Linked DNA regions of Drosophila melanogaster: region 1 is linked to region 2. A link is a contact called in public HiChIP or PLAC-seq data. All regions are on one chromosome and are shown on one strand. The core of a region is the stretch at or near the end of the contact, and the rest is flanking DNA. Distances in the headings are between cores, read along the strand shown.

The links. HiChIP or PLAC-seq counts read pairs in DNA pulled down with a chosen protein or histone mark.
Region 1: a POLR2A S2P HiChIP or PLAC-seq map of the Kc167 cell line shows a contact between it and region 2, with 10 times the contacts expected there. The contact joins the promoter of tst here to the promoter of ATPsynCF6 in region 2. A contact is called at or near these places in 25 of 107 Hi-C or Micro-C datasets (the D17-c3 cell line, the Kc167 cell line, the ML-DmBG3-c2 cell line and 9 more) and 1 of 6 datasets of contacts at active chromatin or transcription factors (the Kc167 cell line).

The regions. Positions count from the first base shown.
Region 1 is chr3R:23,767,736-23,775,558 of dm6, forward strand. tst (twister) reads right to left here and starts at 5,124. Exons shown (of 3, transcript NM_079741.3): 1 at 2,706-5,124; 2 at 1,574-2,641; 3 at 664-1,508. The coding sequence starts at 5,027. The coding sequence ends at 1,305. CG10208 reads right to left here and starts at 6,392. Exons shown (of 2, transcript NM_142929.4): 1 at 6,151-6,392; 2 at 5,263-6,084. The coding sequence starts at 6,297. The coding sequence ends at 5,401. It overlaps CG10375, which reads left to right. Exons shown (of 3, transcript NM_142928.3): 1 at 1-135; 2 at 274-594; 3 at 722-1,249. The coding sequence starts at 67. The coding sequence ends at 1,096. It overlaps Nup98-96 (Nucleoporin 98-96kD), which reads right to left. Exons shown (of 9, transcript NM_142930.3): 7 at 7,787-7,823; 8 at 7,320-7,729; 9 at 6,490-7,255. The coding sequence ends at 6,774.
Region 2 is chr3R:23,350,067-23,357,868 of dm6, forward strand. It overlaps ATPsynCF6 (ATP synthase, coupling factor 6), which reads right to left and starts at 5,998. Exons shown (of 3, transcript NM_001275944.1): 1 at 5,915-5,998; 2 at 5,568-5,719; 3 at 5,154-5,503. The coding sequence starts at 5,719. The coding sequence ends at 5,335. PolE1 (DNA polymerase epsilon subunit 1) reads left to right here. Exons shown (of 4, transcript NM_079738.3): 3 at 1-4,654; 4 at 4,719-5,097. The coding sequence ends at 5,022. Sec13 (Secretory 13) reads left to right here and starts at 6,212. Exons shown (of 2, transcript NM_001300551.1): 1 at 6,212-6,886; 2 at 7,332-7,802. The coding sequence starts at 6,600.

The sequences.
Region 1 (7,823 bases), core at 3,874-6,373, 420 kb after region 2:
TCGAGTTGATATTTTTATCAAAAATTGTTGTACGGAAAACGCAAAAGGTGTCGTTATTGTTGCAGCATGTCCTCCTCGTCGGCCAGAGACCAACCGGGAACCTCCCATGACAACTTCGAGGAATTCTACACAGAAGTAAGTGTGGCGGACGGAACCGCAGGCTCAGTTTTTATTCTACACTGGGTCGGGCTCCTTGCACGGCAGCCGCTCCAAATAAACTAAACCCTTGTTATTATGTACACTTTAGTAAATGATTTTGTGCCTATATTGCAGGTGAAAGAAATTGAAAAACGTGATTCAGTTTTAACTCCTTCTCAACAAATTGATCGTTTACTTCGTCCAGGTTCAACGTACTTCAATCTCAATCCGTTTGAGGTGCTCCAAATCGAGCCCGAGGTCGAATTGGCGGATATAAAAAAGCGATACCGCACCTTGTCAATCCTCGTCCATCCAGACAAGAATCCCGACAACCAGGAGCGCGCTCAAATGGCATTCGATATTGTGTCGCGTTCCTGGAAAATCCTCGAAAACGAACTCACGCGCAAAAGGTGTCTGGAGGTGTACGAGGAGGCAAAGGGGCGAACGGATCAAATGGTGAGTTCCAGTTCCTCGGAGCATTAAGCTCTATGATCGTCCGGCTTTAGAATAATTGAAAATCCAATTGCAATGGCACATTTTCTTTATTGTACTGTATTATATTAATTTGTTCGTTACCTTTCAGATTGCAGAAAAGCGTAAAAAGCTTAAAAAAGAGGGTCGGCCCACTGAGCCAATACCCGAGGACGATCCCACCAAGTACAAGCACGCCATCTACGTTATGGTCATGAAACTGTTTGCCGACATGGAGCGTCGACGGCAAAAGCTCGACCAACGCGACCAGGAGGAGCGAAAGCGAAAGCGCGAAACGGAAATCGAGGAGGAGGAGCGGATAAAGGCGGACCGCGAATGGCAGCAGAACTTCGAAGAGTCGCGCCAGAGCCGAGTAAACAGCTGGCATGACTTTCAGTCGGGTGCCGGCAAGTCCAAGAAAGCCAAGAAACAAAAACATATGACCGGCATGATGGTTCCACCAAAATTTAAGCCCGAGTCGCGATAATATAGCTTCCCAGCGCGGCGCCGCTCCTTCACTATCGCCAGATCACCTCCGCCAAACCGCGTCGCGTTGCACATGAATATTTTTACATTTTTTTTATAAGTATCCTTTGGAATTGTAATTGACACGTGCATAAAATATAGATGTAAGAAACACATTTCCGTCTTGCCTCTTTCCTTCTACAATGGATGGCTTGGACCATCTCCTTCGATCACAGTTCTGTGTACAAGGATGCGGTGAAAACAATATCGCGCTTGATAGCAGCCGACGCCTCCTCCATCTTCGACTGCAGTCCCGGATTGCCAATCCGAATGGCGGCCGTTTTAACATCACGCAGCGTTTCATTCAGCTGCTGAATGCAGCGAACAATGATGCCCTCCTGCACCGTCGTCAGTTTCATAATCTCAGCAAAGGGCTGTGAATTGGATTAAATGGACAGATATGAGGATAGGCAAAATTGCGTCCTACAGGGCTTCTTACCTTATTTCTAGCCCACTCGTAGACCACCTCCAGCAGACCAAAGTTCAGGCGATTATCGGTCTCGATGGCTGCCTGAAAGCGCTGCTCCTCGGCAAGAATTGTATCGTTGATCTGCTCAAATGCCGCCACGCACTCCTTCAACGCCTCTGGTATTACCGGCTTATCCTGCATCTTCGCCTGGAAGACAAGGCCGGAGAGCAAGGCGGCTATTTCTGCCGGCTCGAGATCGTTGAACATGTTGCATAGTATGAGCTCCGTGATAAGTAGCTCATTTTGGCCCATCTCACAGGCCACTTTTCCCTTAAGTGTGACCTCGTCCAGTTCATCTATGTATTTCAGGGCTCGCAGCACCTTCAATTTGTTACAATAGTCCGGATAGAGGGTCAAATTTCTCGCGGAGTTCTTGAAGCGCAGCTCCTCGATGTGAATCTCCAGCATTCGGCGCTCGTACACTTTGGCGAACTCCTGTTCGAATCCGGCAATGTTGGTATGTGGCAGAAATTCGCCAACCTTACGGAGCAGGTGATCAACGTAGTTCAGCATGGCCACCTCGCTGTCAGCGTTCACGATTATTTCCTTGGAAAGATTAACGTATTTGATGTTATCCGGGTTGTCAATGTAACTCTCATTGAGCTGGTTTAGCTCGGTCACCGCCTTGACCACCGATCCACTTGGCGGGGAGTCCTTGAACCGCTCCAGCTGCCGCTGCTCCCAATTCCGGATAATCGCATCTGCATCGACTTTCAATGTGCTCTTGGTGATACTGATAATGTCTATAGCCTTGATGTCCAGCACAGTGTGTCCTCCGATTCCCACTGGTTGGAAGGTCATGTTTCTAGGCGTCAGCGAAAGTATTTTGTAATAGAGCTCGCCTTGCTGGAGGCTGTTGCTATCCTTTGCCTTGAATTGATGGTCCAGCACTAGCACCTTATAGATGGTATCCTTGCCCGGGACAGATTTGGTGTTGAGTAGAATGGCCAGTTTGTTGTAGTGCTTGCCCTGCGTGATCACAATGACGCGGCCAGCTTTCAGTTCCTTTTGGATCTTGGGTTGAGTAACAACAAATTTCTGAAAAAAAAAAAATGTATGGTGGAGTTCATAAAATGCAGTTGCAATTGTACGTATATCCTACCATGATGCGGTGCTTTTCTTTCCAATACTCCACGGCTTTGTCATAAAAATTGACAAGTGGTTGCAGATGTTCGCCGAGAGTTGGGAGCATGGCAAACTTGTCTTCGGCCAGACGAAGTTGCTTCTGCTGCGTAGGCAATTGGAGCTTTAGGTTAAACTCCTTGAAACTGAACTTCATGATATCCTCCACCTTGATACTCTCGATGCGCAGACATGTGAGGATTACCGCATAGCGCAGAATGAACTGTGACTGCAACTTCTCCGGCAGGCCCAGAATCATGGGCCGTAGCTCCATCGATGGTGGCACACTGCCCTTGCACATAATGATCGCCGTACCTGTCTCGTCGTGCCCACGGCGTCCAGCTCTGCCGGCCATTTGGATGTATTCGCCTGGTTTCAGGTTACGCATCTCCAGTCCGTCAAACTTTTTGCAGGAGTCGAAGACCACAGTGCGCGCGGGCATGTTGACGCCCATGGCAAACGTTTCGGTGGCGAAAAGCAGCTTAACTAGCCCATTTTGAAAGAGCATCTCGACAATCTCCTTAAGAATGGGCAAGATGCCGCTATGATGCACACCTATTCCTCTCTCCAAAGCGTCCTTGAGAACAAGAACCTGCGGAATTGTACGGTCCGGTGGCTTCAGCTTTGCCAGACACTGCAGGAAGAACTTCTGCACTGCACCCTTCTCCTTTTCCGTGTTCAGGTCCACTGACTGCAAAGCGGCCAAATTGGAGTCGCACCGATTGCGGGACAGAGTGAAAGCCACCACTGGCATCATGTTGCTCCGCCTCAGGAAGTCAATTAGTCCGATCCAGGTGTACTGCTCCTGCTTGGCATTTAAATGGTTTCTTGGCCCACCACCGCCGCCCTTGGCCTTGCCTTGCATCTCCTTCTTGCGCTCCACGGCCTTCTCGTAGTTACCCTGCAGATATTTTCCCTGGGCGTCCACCAGGAGGAAGATGTCATCGCGACTCTTTCCTCCAGCACCAGTATAGAGGAAATGCGTCAGAGGCACTGGTCGTTTTAAAGTGCTGATCACATAGACCTTTCTCTTCTTGGTGCTCCCAACCCAGTCGGCCAATTCCAAGGTATTGGGCACGGTGGCACTGAGCATTATAATGTTAACATGTTCGGGCAGGAGTATAATGACCTCCTCCCAGACATGTCCTCTTTCTGGGTTATTAATATAGTGCACCTCGTCGAAGATCACCCACTCCAGATCCCGCGTGACATCGCTGCCGCAATACAGCATTGAGCGGAGAATCTCGGTGGTCATGATCAGACAAGAGGCGGTGGGCTCTATCTGCAGGTCACCTGTAATAAGGCCCACATCCTTGAAGGTTTTTCGGAAGTCGCGGTACTTCTGATTGGACAACGCCTTGATCGGCGATGTGTAGATGGTGCGGGTGAGATCACGCTTGGACAGAGCGATGGCATATTCAGCTACAACTGTCTTGCCAGCAGATGTATGCGCTGCAACGAAAACGTACTGGCGTTGTTCCAGCTTGAGAATGGCCTGCTTTTGAAAGACATCCAGTTCGAAGGGGAAATCCATGGCGGGGCATGGTATCTGCTCTTTAAAGTTATTGATGGGTTGGCTTATGTCCACCATTTCGGCCCAATCGCTCTTGAAGTTCTTGGTTGTGGTGGAAATGTTTAGCACAGGCTTTAGGTCAGCCTTCATAATGTGATCGTCCACGTCTCTGAACTCCTCTGAAGGTAATTGCACGTTCGACTGTTTTGGACTTTTAGGCGTTCCAGTGGAGCTTGTTTCCTCACTACGCGTAAGCTTCATCCACTCCTGGACGTCCAGATCCTGTTCTAGGTTTTCCAATAGATCAACGTTACTGGGATCGGCGACCACAGGCGGCAGTGTTACAGATTGCGATTGGAAGAAGTCGTAGCCAGAGCTGAAGCCCGGTGGCACCGTTAGCAGCTTGTCCCCGAACTGAAAGTTGCTGACATCCAGAGCTGCGATCTGCTGGCGCTGCTCATCGAAACCGCCTGGCCAAAAGGGAAAATTGGAGTGGGAGCCACGCGTCGCGTCTTCCAGCAAGCCCGGCTCCCGCTGCATGGACATCGAGTTGTTGGCATTGGCGCCCACGGCCTCCAAGTCCAATTCCACGAACTCAAGTATGTGACCACTCTGGTCGCGGCGAGGAGCCAACTTAGTGCTTCCCGGGCAACGGGGCGCATGCAACAGGCGCATCGGATCGAATTTGCGGGGCAAAACATCCGGCAGGGGATTGTGGAGGGACAGCTCCGGTCGCAGGATATAGTTGCGCAGCCGTTCGAGGTTATCCTCGCCCCTAATCTCATTCATTTTAATAGTTTATTCCTGGCGAAAATAACTTTGTTTAGCATTTGCCAAAATACAAGGAAAAAATCAACAAGAGTCGGCAGATAATTTGGATGGACTGGTCACCCTAAAAATCGAGAAACAATCGCGTAACGAATTGCATCCCGTGCAGTGTGCAAAGATATTTTAATTTTTTTAATTAAAAATAATTTTAACGAATTTATTCCAAAATTTATATTAAGTAAAACAAAAACTCAATAATTATTGCAGTAATATATTTGTATTGATAATTCGTCATCAATACGGAAGATGATCTTGCACATCTCTATGGCACTGTTTACATAAATGGCACGCTGTTAGAACCAGATTTCCGCACACGGAATGAAAATGGTTCTGTTTACTTGCGACGGAACACTTCGACCTTGAGGGGGTGGCACTTGTCGTCCGGCACATCGGCGCCCACTGCGATGGAGACATCGCCCTGTGGACAGGCGCTCAGAGCCACCAGAAGATTCATGTCGGCCACAAACTCAATGAAATCCCCCTTGCGCGCTGGACTTGCCTTGCAGAAATACTGATGCGTGTCCCGTGTAAATCCGGTGCACATAAAGATGTTCCACACGTCGTGTACATCCTGCTCGGTCAGCCCGCGCTCCTCCACCACCGCCTTGACTAGGGAACTGTGGCAACTGCCCACCCGATCCTTGCCCGTGATTAGCTTGTAGGTGTAGTCGTCGCACCGTGTTCCAATTACGTCGTGCAGAGCACCGCCATCCTCATCGATGCCATAGGCGGCAAGGGAATCAAACACAAAGGTGGCCATGGGACGCAGGTGGGGCAGGCAGCTCCACAGACGATCGTAAACGCGCAGATGCGACGAGTGCAGCTGGCGCGTCTTGCCCGAGTAGAAGCGCTCGGCGGTGTTCTCCAGATTCCAAAAGTTCATGTCGCCCACCTGAGAACCTTCGTGGACAGTGACGCGGCACAAATCACCCTCTTGCATTGTCCAGGTGCGTGCCTCCCGTTTGGGCACAATCAGTGTCTCCACAAGATCGCCAGTCAGGGCACGATAACGTTTATTCTGTAGTCTCCGAGTCGGATTAGATTATTTTATCATTGTATTATTGCTATTGTTCGCGTTACTTACATCATACTCCTCCTTCGAAACGATCGAAGCTGCGGGCTTGTCATAGCAGATGACTGGCGGTTCCTTTTCAAAGGTTCGGGGCTTGGCACCGCGCCCACACCAGGAGGCGGGGGCGGCGGAGGTTTCAGTGGGAACAACAGCAGCCATGGCCAGTGAAACGTTTTTCGCTCGTGCAGCAGGTAAGAAGCTAATCAGAGAGTAAATATGTTGTGGTCTAACTAGCGATCGAATGACTACTGATCTCGCTCCACAACTGGACTAAACAGGTAGGTCCCAACAAAGCTTTCGATAGGCACAGCGCAGTTCTATCGGATTTGAAATGATTCCCAGCCAGCGAACGTTGTTAGAAACATTTTTTTTTTTTACTTTCTTATACTACTAAGTTTATGAAATTTATGAAAATCAATTAAACAAATCAACAAAAAACTATTATTCTTCTGGTCTTTTCCGACGAAACGTTTTTTAAATATTAAGCAATCATACATAAATGATGCCGTACTCAAACCTATGCTACAGCTGACTTTTTTTTCTTTTGCGAGGGGGATGCTAATCAATTGATTATAACTAAGTTAATTTGACCCTAGACTAAACATTGTATCTTCGAGCTTTGTTTGTTTCGGCACCTATATCTCCATCATGGTGGGTTGCTGCCGCTCGCTAAATGGTGGCTCGTTTTGGATTTTGTCTAGTAGCTCCTCCAGCCAGATGCGCAGCTCCTTTGAGGCGAACTCCTGCGGCAGTGGCAGCCGCTCCAGGGCCACCTTAAGCACCGTGGAAGACTCCATCTCGGGACAGACAATGCACATGCCGTGCACCAAGCAGCTGAGGCTCTGCGAGATTTCACTCTGGCACAGGCGGTGCTTGGAGGTAGGGCACGGGAGCAGACTGATGCGGGAGCAGAGTTCGCTTAGTTGTGGTTTTAAGTTCTCCCAGCGCGCATTGATGTCAGCGATGTTGGTCACACTGCGGATCTGTTTGAACTTGGCACTGATGTCGATAAAGTCCAGGAAGATCTGGCCCTGGTTGGCCCAGTTGGGCACTCGGATGCTGCTGCCCTCTGTATCCTCGAATTGAATGAGCAGGCTATGCAGGTATTTCATTTTACCTGCAAGTTTGCAATGACAATTGTTAGTAATCCACCGAAATAATTCTTATCATAAGGAACCAACCGTTTATGATGGCATCAGGAGCAATGTGTTGGAAGATGACATCGTGCGCCGTAGCAAAATGTTTTGCCTTTAGCAGATATTTGGCTTGAAGGTGATGCTTTCCTGACGCTCCCGCCTTTACCGCCTTCGCATAGTCCACCCACGACATCGGAATACCAAGCTCTTCGACGATAAAGCGCTCTTCCGCATATAGAGCCACCTTGGCGGAAACGCTGACATTCCTCTGTAGCATTTGCTGAACTGCACGTTCCCTCTGGGTCTGCTGCTTAATATGCAAAAGAACAAAGATACCCCACTGCCAGAGGCCTTCGTTCTCCAACTGGCTAGCGAAATCCACCGAAAGACGAGCCTCCGTTAAGGGCGAACAGTGACGGTAGCCAAGAGCTCGCAGAGTTTGCAAGAGCAGCCAGCTAAAATGATTTGATATGATTTATTTTGCACTGTACCAAAAAATTCTTTTAGCTCACCTCAAACGAAAGTCCATGGCATCGGCGGTATGCGTTA
Region 2 (7,802 bases), core at 4,748-7,247:
GCATACCGCTCGAGAAGGTCTTGAATCTGGATGAAGTGCGGCAGGAGATTGTGCAGGGGCTACAGGGTCTGCACGATATACCCAATCGCTTGGAGCAGCCGGTCATCTATCACTTGGATGTGGGTGCCATGTACCCCAACATTATTTTGACCAATCGCCTGCAGCCCTCGGCAATGGTTAGTGACTTAGATTGTGCCGCCTGTGACTTCAACAAGCCAGGAGTTCGGTGCAAACGTTCCATGGACTGGTTGTGGCGCGGCGAGATGTTGCCCGCCTCCAGGAACGAGTTTCAGCGCATTCAGCAGCAGCTGGAGACCGAGAAGTTTCCACCCCTTTTCCCTGGCGGACCACAGCGAGCCTTTCACGAGCTCTCCAAGGAGGATCAGGCGGCGTACGAGAAGAAACGTCTGACGGATTACTGCCGCAAGGCTTACAAGAAGACCAAGCTAACCAAATTGGAAACGCGCACTTCGACCATCTGCCAGAAGGAGAACAGCTTCTATGTGGACACGGTGCGAGCTTTTCGCGATCGTCGCTACGAGTACAAAGGACTAACCAAAGTGGCAAAAGCATCGGTGAATGCTGCGGTGGCTTCGGGAGACGCGGCAGAGATCAAGGCAGCCAAGGGCAGGGAGGTGCTCTACGATTCCCTGCAGTTGGCCCACAAGTGCATCCTGAACTCCTTCTATGGCTACGTGATGAGGAGAGGAGCCCGTTGGCATTCCATGCCTATGGCCGGCATTGTGTGCCTCACGGGCTCGAATATTATCACCAAGGCGAGGGAAATTATCGAGCGAGTTGGTCGACCACTCGAATTGGACACTGATGGTATATGGTGCATATTGCCTGGCTCCTTTCCGCAGGAGTTTACCATTCACACGAGCCATGAGAAGAAAAAGAAGATTAACATATCATATCCGAATGCAGTGCTAAACACTATGGTTAAAGATCATTTTACCAACGATCAGTACCACGAGTTGAGGAAGGATAAGGAAAACAATCTACCCAAATACGATATTCGAGATGAGAACTCTATATTCTTCGAGGTGGATGGACCCTACCTTGCCATGGTGTTACCCGCTGCCAAAGAGGAGGGCAAGAAGCTGAAGAAAAGATATGCGGTCTTTAATTTCGATGGCACACTGGCTGAACTCAAGGGATTCGAGGTGAAGCGACGCGGTGAACTGCAGCTGATCAAAAATTTCCAGAGTTCCGTCTTCGAAGCTTTCCTCGCTGGTAGCACACTTGAGGAATGCTATGCATCTGTGGCCAAGGTGGCGGATTACTGGCTTGATGTACTCTACAGCAGAGGATCAAATCTACCCGACTCGGAGCTATTCGAACTTATTTCGGAGAACAAGAGCATGTCCAAGAAGCTTGAGGAGTATGGCGCCCAAAAGAGTACGTCCATCTCCACGGCCAAGCGATTGGCTGAGTTCCTGGGCGAGCAGATGGTAAAGGATGCGGGTCTGGCTTGTAAGTACATTATTTCGAAGAAACCCGAAGGAGCACCCGTCACCGAGAGAGCTATTCCCTTGGCCATTTTCCAATCCGAACCGAGCGTGAGGCGACATCACCTGCGTCGCTGGCTTAAGGACAACACCATGGGCGATGCGGATATACGCGATGTGCTCGATTGGAACTACTACATAGAGAGATTGGGTGGGACCATTCAGAAGATCATAACCATACCGGCGGCACTGCAGGGACTGGCCAATCCAGTGCCCAGAGTTCAGCATCCGGATTGGTTGCACAAGAAAATGCTGGAGAAGAACGATGTGCTCAAGCAGCGTCGCATCAATGAGATGTTCACCAGCAGACCCAAACCGAAACCTCTAGCCACAGAGGAGGACAAGCTGGCCGATATGGAAGATTTGGCTGGTAAAGATGGCGGTGAGGGTGCTGCAGGCTGTCCGATAGTCACCAAGAGAAAGAGAATCCAGCTGGAGGAGCACGATGACGAGGAGGCACAGCCGCAGGCCACCACTTGGCGTCAGGCCTTGGGCGCTCCACCGCCCATCGGTGAAACCAGAAAGACCATCGTTGAGTGGGTGAGATTTCAGAAGAAGAAATGGAAATGGCAGCAGGATCAGCGCCAGCGTAATCGCCAGGCGAGCAAGCGAACTCGAGGCGAGGATCCGCCGGTGGTCAGAGCAACAGGATCCACAGCTACACTGGGCGGATTCCTTAGACGTGCACAACGCACCCTGTTGGACCAGCCGTGGCAGATCGTACAGTTGGTGCCCGTCGACGACCTGGGCCACTTCACTGTGTGGGCCTTAATCGGCGAAGAGTTGCACAAGATCAAGTTGACGGTACCGAGGATTTTCTATGTAAATCAGCGAAGTGCAGCTCCTCCAGAGGAGGGTCAACTTTGGCGCAAGGTCAATCGAGTTCTGCCACGATCCAGACCTGTTTTCAATCTCTATCGATATAGTGTGCCCGAACAGCTCTTCCGGGATAACTCGCTGGGCATGCTGGCGGATCTGGCGACGCCCGACATTGAGGGCATATACGAGACGCAGATGACGTTGGAATTTCGCGCCCTCATGGACATGGGCTGCATTTGCGGTGTCCAGCGCGAGGAGGCACGTCGCTTGGCCCAATTGGCCACCAAGGATCTGGAAACATTTAGCATCGAGCAGCTGGAGCAGCGGCCCCAGACTCAGGTCAAATATTTGGCTAGCGCCAACAATCGATTGCGCAAAATCTACTTGTATCAGCATAACACACCGACGGCCAAGAAGGAGATCTGGTCACTGATCCTAATGCCCAGCAAGAAGGCATTTGTTTTTGCCTTGGACACAGTGCGTGCCAATCAAATGCCGAACATGAGGCAATTGTATACCGCCGAGCGTTTGGCCCTGCTCAAGAATCTGACGGCAGAGGAGCAAGATAAAATTCCTGTAGAGGATTACACATTTGAGGTTCTCATTGAGGTGGATGTCAAACAAATTTACCGGCACATACAGCGGGCACTGACCACCTACAAACAGGAGCATCAGGGACCCACCATTCTGTGCCTTCAAACGGCGCTGTCGGCGCGTAAACTCAGCCTGGCCATGCCGATCCTGCTGGAGTTTCCCCAGGCTGAGATTCATATCTCCGATGACGCTAGTTTGCTTTCTGGCCTTGATTGGCAGCGACAGGGCTCCAGGGCAGTGATACGCCACTTTCTGAATCTGAACAATGTTCTTGATTTGATGTTGGATCAGTGTCGCTACTTCCATGTGCCCATTGGCAATATGCCGCCGGATACTGTGCTTTTCGGAGCGGATCTTTTCTTCGCTCGCTTGCTGCAGCGGCATAACTTTGTGCTGTGGTGGTCGGCGAGTACCAGACCAGATTTGGGTGGCCGGGAGGCGGACGACAGCCGGCTGTTGGCGGAATTCGAGGAGAGCATTAGTGTGGTGCAAAACAAGGCCGGTTTCTATCCGGATGTTTGCGTGGAGCTGGCTCTGGATAGCCTGGCGGTGAGTGCCCTGCTCCAATCGACTAGGATTCAGGAAATGGAAGGCGCCTCATCTGCCATTACGTTCGATGTGATGCCGCAGGTCTCGCTGGAGGAGATGATTGGCACTGTTCCGGCGGCCACCTTGCCGAGTTATGATGAAACGGCCCTCTGTTCCGCCGCCTTCCGCGTTATGCGCTCCATGGTGAATGGTTGGTTGCGAGAGGTATCCATCAATAGGAACATCTTCTCGGACTTCCAGATCGTGCACTTCTATCGATGGGTGCGCTCCAGTAATGCACTACTCTATGATCCTGCTTTGAGAAGATCTCTGAATAATCTGATGAGGAAGATGTTCTTGCGCATTATAGCCGAGTTCAAGAGATTGGGCGCCACCATTATCTATGCGGACTTTAACAGGATTATCCTTAGTTCGGGTAAGAAAACCGTTTCCGATGCCCTGGGCTATGTGGACTACATTGTGCAAAGCTTGAGGAACAAGGAGATGTTCCACTCCATCCAACTGAGCTTCGAGCAATGCTGGAACTTTATGCTCTGGATGGACCAGGCAAATTTCTCGGGAATTAGGGGAAAGCTACCAAAGGGAATCGATGAGACAGTGTCGTCAATAGTTTCCACTACCATGATACGGGATTCTGAACGCAATCAAGATGACGACGAGGATGAAGAAGAGGATTCGGAAAACCGTGATCCAGTGGAGAGCAACGAGGCCGAGCAGGATCAAGAGGATGAGCTGTCCCTGGAGCTCAACTGGACAATTGGCGAACATCTGCCCGATGAAAACGAGTGCCGCGAAAAGTTTGAATCCCTGCTGACCCTCTTCATGCAATCTTTGGCTGAAAAGAAGACCACCGAGCAGGCCATCAAGGACATCTCACACTGTGCGTTCGACTTTATCCTGAAGCTGCACAAGAACTACGGCAAGGGCAAGCCGAGCCCGGGCCTAGAACTTATCCGCACTCTGATCAAGGCGTTGAGTGTGGACAAAACGCTGGCGGAGCAGATCAACGAGTTGCGCCGAAATATGCTGCGTCTGGTGGGGATTGGTGAGTTCTCCGACTTGGCTGAGTGGGAGGATCCCTGCGACAGTCACATCATCAACGAGGTCATCTGCAAAGCGTGTAATCACTGCAGGGACCTGGATCTCTGCAAGGACAAGCATCGCGCCATGAAAGATGGAGTGTGAGTTACACAAACCAGTACACATAATTTACCACAAATAATTGATTAATGTTGGATTTTTCAGACCCGTTTGGCTGTGTGCCCAGTGCTATGTGGCCTATGATAACGAGGAGATCGAAATGAGAATGCTGGATGCACTGCAGCGCAAGATGATGTCCTATGTGCTGCAGGATCTGCGCTGTTCGCGCTGCAGCGAGATCAAGCGCGAGAATCTGGCAGAGTTCTGCACTTGCGCTGGCAACTTTGTGCCCCTCATCAGCGGGAAGGACATCCAGACACTGCTGGGCACATTCAACAAGGTGGCTGCCAACCACAAGATGCAGTTGCTCCAGCAGACTGTTCATCAGGCGCTGACCACGCCACGCTAGGACCTAGTTTGTTGTTGTTTTCTAGATCGTAGGGCTTAAATATATTGTATTTATAATGGAATTTAATTCGATTTTAATGAGTTTTGAGTTTATGATGTCGCACAAGACGAATGTCTGTGTTAAGGAATGGACGCGCTTTATAATTCAATGAGATTCACACACTTTTAGTGGCTTTCGCATACGAATCGCTTGTTGTTTTCCCGATTTTATTGGTTTTTTTTGTTGACTTGCCCGCGGTTTTTGGGGGCGCACAGGCGAAATCAGCAGCTGAACTTAAAGCAATTAGACTAACTCATTCGCGAAGAGCGATCTCTACTGTGGGGCCTGGGTGATGGGATCGACCTTAACATCGGGGAACTGGAATTCGGGGAACTTCAGCATGTCGGTCTTGCCATCGCTGCCAAACTGCTTGGCCACACGGTCCAGTTCGGTCTTCAGCTCCCGCTCAATATCGGGATTGGAGTCCACCAGCTTGCCACCGCTGCAGGTGAGCAAAACAAGGATTATGTCGAGGCACACCAACGGATGAAGGAGCCAGAACTTACGCGCTCTTCTGCTTGTACTCGCGCACTTTGTCCAGGAACAGCTGCTGGATGGGATCGGAGGCCTTGTTCAGGGCAGGGGCAACGATTCCGAAGTTACGACGGGCCTCTGTGCGCAGGACACGCATGCCACTCAGCAGGGATTGCGACAGCATCTGGAATTGATAGATCCTTGTTAGAATAGCAATAAACGGCCTTCTTCATATGTAACCTTAAAAAGGTTATGTAATACAATTGTTTGTTTCGACGTTTCCCAATCGGTTTTCAAGCCGACTTTGCTAGCAACTTTATCTTGTATTCAAATTGTATTCCCTCAATCAATTTTTATGTATTTTAAATCTTGTTTTCACCTTATTTTCCTTTGCAAATGCTAACTTTCGTGCGGAAAAGTTACAATTGTCAGTTCACAATGGCAGTTGGTGTTAGTGATGTGCGCGTGATGGGTGTATGCGATACTATTGGACGTAAGCTTTTTAAATAGTAAGGGTATTTCCTAAGCTGATTTTTTGCTTTATCCTGTATTTGTCAGCTGTATCATATAGATTATATTCGTTGCGAACAAGAATTTTAATCAACAATCCGTTTAAATTACTTGCCTCTATCGAAATACAGCCTATAATAAAAATATTACAAATTATGAAAAGCTAATTTATACACTGTGTCTGTTTATGTATCTTACTATACATGTCCAACTTAAATCAAAACTGCTCCATAAACGTTCATACCAAAACACCACCTAAACTGTATCTAAAATCCCACACAAGCCAAAACCCGATCTAAATTGAATATAATTAATAAATTCTTGTTTTACTATAATATGAATATGAATAATATGAATATGAACTAAAAACTTTGAAATTATTCTATCTCATCTATGGACTAGAGTGACCATGTGATCAATTGCAAGTGTAACCATCAGCCACTGCCGCGCTCAGGTCACACTGCTCAACCAGGTTCCACGTCAAGCGCCGGAAAAAAACACGACTTGCATTTAATCAATTTATCTGGCGACCGGACGAACGGATTTCGAGCAAGATGGTGAGCCTGCTGCAAGAGATCGACACCGAGCACGAGGACATGGTCCACCACGCAGCGCTGGACTTCTACGGCCTACTGTTGGCCACCTGCTCCTCGGACGGCAGCGTCCGCATCTTTCACTCGCGCAAAAACAATAAGGCGCTCGCCGAGCTCAAGGGACACCAGGGACCAGTGTGGCAGGTGGCCTGGGCACATCCCAAGTTTGGCAACATACTGGCATCGTGCTCCTACGACCGCAAGGTGATCGTCTGGAAGTCCACAACGCCCCGGGATTGGACTAAGCTGTAAGTAAACGGGCACACCCATACCAACAAAGTTATGTTTGTTTTAGGAATCGACCAGGGGATACCCATTGTTAGGACCTTGATTAATAATAATACTTTAATAGCTTGATCCTTGATTAATAATAATACTTTAATAGCTTTGGAAATCATTATTTTAATATTTATGCTTGGACGTCTTGTATCAAATGTAATTTATCATTTATAATTGTTTACATCATGGTATTGAAAATATTTAACAAGAAGAATCAGATCTTGTTATAATAAATATATATAAATATATATATATGTTGGTGTCCTTTAAATTGTTCCCTCTGTCATAACACAATAAAATACTCTCTTATTGACGAGATTACGAGGTAGCAATGCGCCATGTCATACTTATGTTTAGATTTCCGTTATCATTTAAAGAGTGCCACATCTAACCTCTGTGCTTGCCACATTTCAGCTACGAATACAGCAACCACGACTCCTCGGTAAACTCGGTGGACTTCGCGCCATCCGAGTACGGATTGGTGTTGGCCTGCGCCAGTTCGGATGGCTCGGTATCGGTGCTCACCTGCAACACGGAGTACGGTGTGTGGGATGCCAAGAAGATACCGAATGCGCACACGATCGGAGTGAATGCCATCTCGTGGTGCCCCGCCCAGGCACCAGATCCAGCATTTGACCAGCGCGTAACTTCGCGTTCGGCGGCCGTAAAGCGCCTAGTGAGCGGTGGTTGCGATAATTTAGTGAAGATTTGGCGGGAGGACAACGACCGCTGGGTGGAGGAGCACCGACTGGAGGCGCACTCGGATTGGGTGCGCGACGTGGCCTGGGCGCCGTCGATCGGATTGCCCCGCTCGCAGATTGCCACGGCTTCGCAGGATCGCCATGTGATTGTGTGGAGCAGCAACGCAGATCTATCCGAGTGGAC